2 separate regions of the Mus musculus genome follow, and region 1 is linked to region 2. A link is a contact called in public promoter capture Hi-C data. All regions are on one chromosome and are shown on one strand. The core of a region is the stretch at or near the end of the contact, and the rest is flanking DNA. Distances in the headings are between cores, read along the strand shown. Region 1 holds the start of Ankrd24 (ankyrin repeat domain 24). Region 2 holds the start of C2cd4c (C2 calcium-dependent domain containing 4C).

What was found. Promoter capture Hi-C pulls out the DNA fragments that hold promoters and counts their contacts.
Region 1: a contact with region 2 is called in a promoter capture Hi-C map of hippocampal neurons, with 10 times the contacts expected there. The contact joins the promoter of Ankrd24 here to the promoter of C2cd4c in region 2. A contact is called at or near these places in 2 of 39 promoter capture datasets (hippocampal neurons and liver).

Annotation. Positions count from the first base shown.
Region 1 is chr10:81,631,929-81,635,078 of GRCm38.p6, forward strand. It overlaps Ankrd24 (ankyrin repeat domain 24), which reads left to right and starts at 1,771. Exons shown (of 20, transcript NM_001374016.1): 1 at 1,771-1,827; 2 at 2,739-2,825; 3 at 2,937-3,067; 4 at 3,142-3,150. The coding sequence starts at 1,789.
Region 2 is chr10:79,612,407-79,615,518 of GRCm38.p6, forward strand. C2cd4c (C2 calcium-dependent domain containing 4C) reads right to left here and starts at 1,612. Exons shown (of 2, transcript NM_198614.3): 1 at 1,351-1,612; 2 at 1-932. The coding sequence starts at 905.

The DNA of each region.
Region 1 (3,150 bases), core at 521-3,020, 2.0 Mb after region 2:
ATTCTTTCTCCCTTTTTTGTTTGTTTGTTCTGTGTAGCCCTGGCTCTCATAGAACTTGCTCTGTAGACCAGGCTGCCCTCAAAGTCACAGAGATCTGTCTGCCTCTGCCTCTCAAGTCCTGGATTAAAGGTGAGAGCCACTGTGTCTGGCTCAGTATTCTCTCTCTCTCTCTTTAAAGGTGGCACATGTGTGTGTGTGCGCGGGTGTGTGTACATGTATGTAGATATGTATGTGTGTATGTATATGTGTGTCTCTATATATGTGCCTATATACATGTGCATATATGCATATGTATATATATGTATCTATATGTGTATATATTTATATATACATGTGTATATATGTACACATATTCTAGGACTCTCTGCAGAGAGGGACACACCAGTATCTAGAGTGTTATGGGACACAGAGGCAGGAGTTGCTTATTGTTTATTAGGGAGACCATATCTCCACCTGTGCAAGGCAATTTCATGAACGACTCACTTCTCCCCAAGTTCTGCCTCTCTGGGATTCTCATCCCACAGCTCCTGTCGTGTGTCCCTGCCTGCTGCTCCGTCTCCAAGACAGCTTCTACAGTGCCAACTTACATGCACAGAAGCCAGAGAGCTAGAAAGTCATTCCGCAGTCACTTGATAAATGTAGAACAGAAGAGTCTCAGGCTGTGGCCCAGGGATATTTTGTGGGTCCTGCATAGAGGGCTCTAATTTCAGGCAAGGCAGACAAGTGCCCACACACCTTAGAGCCAGAAACGGGGGTTGCAACCCCCACTTCCAGTTGATCTAAAGATTCCTCTGACCCAGCCTGGAAGCTGTGCACAGGTCCAGATGCATGTGCCTGAAGAATGAAATGCAGTTCTTATTGTGTACTCATGGTGTACCAGGCCTGTTGTGCAGGGCGGTGCGTTCTGCTCAGCCTCTGCACGGCCCTCCGGAGCTGTGTCTGGAAAGTCTATGTGAAACCCCATTGCACATATGAGGAGGGCGGAGGCTCCAACAGGTGAGGTCTAGGTCAGTCCCATAGGTGGATAATGGCGAGGCAGACCTGGGATTCAAGTTTGGAGTGAGACTTGAGAGCTACTGGAGCGAAGTAAATAATGAAAGAGTAGATGGGTGGACAGGTAGGTTGGAGGAGTGAATGGGTGAGAGGATGTGTGCGTGAATGAAGGGATGAGTAAGCCAATGCATTTGCCCATGAAAAGACGTTAGTAAATGGGTGGTGAGGAAATTAATGAGCGAATGGGTGAATGAAAACATTAGCAAAGTGCGAATAATGACTGTTGGAGAGAGTGAATGTGTGAAACGATGGATGAACGAATGAATGAATGAAAAGATAGGCATAAATGTATGAATGAATGAAGACTGGAAGGTGATGGCTGAATGAATGATGTCCATCATTGTAAGTAAGGTGAGCTGGAGGTGAGGAGTTAGCGGGCTGACACCCGATAGGGACCATCATGGAGTTGCGGGGCGGAGCCTTTTCAGCGGGATGGAGCGTGTCGGTGCAGGAGTGGGGTGGTGGGGAAGAGAGCACTATATAGCAGCGGGCGAGCGGGCCTGGGGAAAATGGGAGTAACCTGGAACTTAGAACGGATGTGAGCGGGCCCTGAGCTTTCGTGGAAGAGGTGGGAGGGGCCTGAAATCTAGGGGGAAGCTGGGCGGGCTCTGTGCCTGAGCCTGGTGAGGAAGGGTGCTGAGTCTGGAGAAGAGGTGTGCCACAGGAGGAGGGCAGAGCCCCGTGTCTGAGGAGGTAGGCGTGGTCTGATCTGGCCCCGCCCTCCTGCGGTTCGCCATGAAGCAGCTGTGCCTGTGTGCTGCTGCCTCCTTCGCGGTAGGCGTTTGGGTCCCTCTGCGCCTTCCCCTCTTTCCTAGAAAGAAGTTCGGCAGAGGGCGGGGCGCCTGTAGAGCCTGGGCGGGAAGTGGAGGGCGGTGTTGAGGGCAGGCGTGTCTGTGCAGGCGTGGGGTCAGCAGGCCGTTGCGGGATGCAGGTCTTGGAGGACACTGTGGACAGTGAGTGACTCAGGAACTGTCCATGTTCCTGGGCAGTGAGTTTAAAAACATTAGCGGCTGCAGTTCTGCTGGCCAGGCCTTGATGCTACCTGGGGGCGATGGTCTTGGCTGAGCAGCTGTGAAGGACGGAGCGAGGTTCTGGGCGCTGGAGGATAGTTTGGAAAAGGCCAGTCATCCCAGCATTCGGAGGCTAAGGCAGGGGATCTTTAATTTTAGTTACACCCAGTCTCAAAAAAACTAAGACAGTAAAATAATTGTGAACGAGGAGCTTGGCACCACCAAGCCCTGGCTTCCATGCCCAGCACTACATAAACCAGGTGTGATGTTCCACACCTGTCACCCCAGCCTCGAGGACTGGGAGGCAGGAAGTTCAGGAATTCAAGGTCATCCTGACTCCCAGGGAGTTTGACAGCAGCCTAGGCTACTTGAGGCCCTGACTCAAAAAACAAAAACAAAGCTGGATCATTGAAATCCTCGCACTTTGGGAGATTTCTGTGACTTTCAGGCTACCCTGGTCTACATAAGAGACATGCTATTTAAAAAAAAAAAAAAAAAAAAAAAAAGTTGTACCCTGTCTTTCAAAACTGGCTTTGGATTAAGGCACACACAGGTGGTTTGAGGAGGATTGATATCTGGAAGCTGCCCTGGTGGTGGGCCTGGATCACACGCTGGGGGGTGCAGGTTTCAGAGACACTGTCTGAGGCCCCCAGCCCAGGACCACCTATCCCACAGCTCCGGCTCAGCCCCACCGACCTCAGCTCCTGCCCACCCTGTGGCCGGTGCCCTATCCCAAAACCCGCAGCCAGAGGCAGGCGCCAGGCAAGTGCTCAGGGGTGGGTGGGGAGAGCCCGGAGCAACTGCCCCTGTTCCTTGGTGGGGAAAGGACATCGACCCACTCAGTCCCTCGCACCTCTGGGTGTGCCACCGCAGGGCCAAGACTGGGGCAAAAGTGACCAGCGACTGCTCCAGGCAGTGGAGAACAACGATGTGGCCAGAGTGGCCTCGTTGATCGCCCACAAGGGGCTGGTGCCTACAAAACTGGACCCCGAGGGCAAGTCTGCGTGAGTGTCCAAGCCCTGGGGCTGGGGTGGCTTTGGACATTCTTCTGGGGTTGACCCCTGACTCGTGCCTCTAGGTTCCACTT
Region 2 (3,112 bases), core at 362-2,861:
CCCATCTTCACTGTGTGCTCTCCACGTGGTGCCTGGCCAGACTCCGGGCCTGGCTCCGGGGTAGCCCTGCGGGACAAGCGGCGACGGACACCTGGGCTGGTGTCTGGTGTGCTATCATCCGCAGACAGGGAGCCATGGCGACCTACCGACTGTTTCAGCTGGCTCACTTTGGCCTGGCTGTCCTGGGCGAAGCCCTTGAGCAGCGATACAGAGCGAGACAGCAGAGGGGACCCGAAGGGGGACGACTCAGCAGAGGACCCTGTGTCACTTTCCCCGCCACTGAAGTAGCGGCTAGGGCTCATCAGGGCCCCCCCAACCTCCCGGGATCCCCCATCACCTCCATTGCCCTTGGCCCCTGCTCGCCGGCGGCCAGCACCAGGGGATCCGACCTGGGCCAGGGCCCCGTGCTCACTGTGGAAAAGGGACTCCTTGCGCCTGGTGTGGGGGCTCTCGGCCAGTGTGGCAAAGCCATAGGATGTCTGAGCCTTGGGCACAGAGGGCAATGACATGGCACCCTGCGCCTGGGGGTCAGCGTTGGTGGCTTCCTCGGCTGTCCAGTCCTCCGCACTCTCTATCTGAATCACATGTCGTGTGGCTGCCTTCAGCAGGCTCCTGCTCTCTGAGGCCAACTTGGCCGGCAGCCGGGGACTGCGAGGTGCTCGACGGGGCCCAGGTGAAGCCAGGTTTTGCTCTGAGGTGGAGGGGCCCAGGTCCGCCTGTCCCTCAGCCTCTGTGGGGCCAGAGGGCAGCTTGGGCGGGATGAAGAAGTCGGGGATCTTGTCCGGAGTCAGCACGTTGCTATACAAGGGACCCTTGGAAGACTTGTCCCCAGCCTCACCGCGGCTGGCTCCGTTCTCCCCAGACCCCCGAAGTCGTTCCAAGAACCACATGTTGGTTTTTCTCATGAGGGCGACAGGCAAGAGACCAGGAGTCTGAGGAAAGAAATAGGAGTCAGAAGTGACACTTGTGCTCAAATGTCACCTGTCAGGGCTGTCAAAGGGTCGGACTTGTGTTAAGGGGTCACCTTAGGGTTATCAAGAAGTTGGCATTTATGCCCAGCTGTCAACTGACTGTCAGGGATGTCAGGGGGTGGTACTGTACATGGGAGTCATCCGCCAGGGCCCCATGGGCTTGACACCTGGTTCAGGGGTCACCACCTGTTAGGGTTGAAGCCAGCGTAGTGTAGGATCACGCTGAGCACTTGGGGCGCCCTGAGCAGGGTCAGTCTCCCACGCGAGCTGGGCCCGGCCTGTATCCTGCGCACCCACCCACCACCACCTCAGGGGATCGGGGTCCCCCCAGGGAACCACAGGCCTGAGCATCCCGGCCCCGCCCCCAGCTGCCACCCACCTGTGGCTTCACTCAGCTGCTGCGCTGTGCGTTGGGGGAGGCGGCGACAGCCCTGGGCCCGGTGCAGCGAACTGACCGCGCCCCCGACTCCCTGTGCGCCGGGTATGGGTAGCGCGGAGCGCGCTGGGCTCACCTGCCCCACGGGCTGCGGCGACTCCGGAACGCGGAGCTAGGCTACAGCCCGGCGCAGCTGCGAGCGAGGCGGTAGCGCAGTGGCCAGCTCTCCTCTCGGCGCGGGAAACCGCCCACCAAGCCGTATTCCTCCGATTGCGGCCGCGCGCCCGCGTCCTCGCAATCCGCGAGGGGCGGGGCCTCCCGAACTGGCGGGGAATCGGGGGCAGGGCTCCTAATATAAATAGGGCGGGTCTGCATGCGGAGCTGGGCCTAGGAGACAGTCTCCTGGTTCAAGCTGAGGAGGGGGGAGGCGGAGCTACTGGTAAATAGGGTGGAGCCTGAAGAAGGGGCGGAGCTGGCAGGAGTGTCTGGACTACATTGTTCCAGCCAGGGGCAGGGTTGGTAGCACTGAACCACCTGCCTGGTACAGGGTGGATGGGGCATTGCCTCCTGGTACAGAGAAAGAGTTCTGTGAGGGGTGAGGGGTGATACCAACTTGTATAGCCTGTGGTCCTGGGCAAGACCCAGACTACTGATCTAAGCCTCCTGATGCTAGACTGAATGGAATACATAGAGTCTGGAAGGGGAGCTGAGGGGCGGGGCTTGTGTCACTGAATCCAGCTGAGTCTAGCTGTACCACTTCTAGTCCCAGCCTCTCCTCTCAGCTCTGGGGAACACAACAGATCCCTTCACTAGCCAGCTGGTCTTCAACCAATAATAATAACTCTAATGATTGGAATTGGGAACTGAGTCCCAATCAGCCTCTACATGACCTTCTCCATCTCTGGTTCCCATGGCCACCCAGCAGGGAGTCAGTCATCCTCAGCGTTTGTAGATGAGGTGACAATTTCACTCTAGGAGAACAACCCACCCAGAGAAAGGCCTGGTCACTGTTGGCTGGGTTTCCACAGCTCAGCATCAGGTACTTGGTGTAATACACCTTCCATGGGCCTACATTTATCTGGTACCCATCTATGGCCAAATGACCCAGATGCTGGGAACAGTCTGATGGCTATCCTAGTGACCAATGAAACAGGTAGCCATGGAACAACACACCGGCGAATGACAATATAGGTGTGTGGCTCTCCATGACAAAGCTATAACAGTCCTGGAGTGGTGACACACACCTTTAATTCCAGCATTTGGAGGGGGAGGGGAGCAGAGGCAGGCAGATCTCTATGTGAGTCTAGCCAGGTCTACATAGCAAGTTCCAGGACAGCCAAGGTTACATAGTGAGACTGTCTCAAACCAAACAAAAACAAAACAAACAAAAATCTTGTAACAGGAAATCTAGAGGGCAATGGAAGAAACTGCCATCCATCAGCCATGGCAAAAGAGACCTAGCAGGGTAAGGCCAGGCTCAACCTAAGGTTAGCTACAGGATCACAGCCCCCAGGAACCAGGTGCCTTGGGCTTGCTCTACTGGCGCTTCAATCCTGTGGCTGACCATACTTCCCTCTGTGTGATGGCAGGTAAGTCTCCCAACCTCTGAGCCTCTATAGGTGAGCAAGCATCTTAGCCAAGGGTGTCCTGACTCACCCCAGAGCCTGGCTCCCATAACTCAAGCAGCAAAGGACCCCAAAGGCTGGCTCCCATACCTGAGCACAACTGCTGGCTCCTGCACTGATGTACCTGGAAGCTTAGAAAT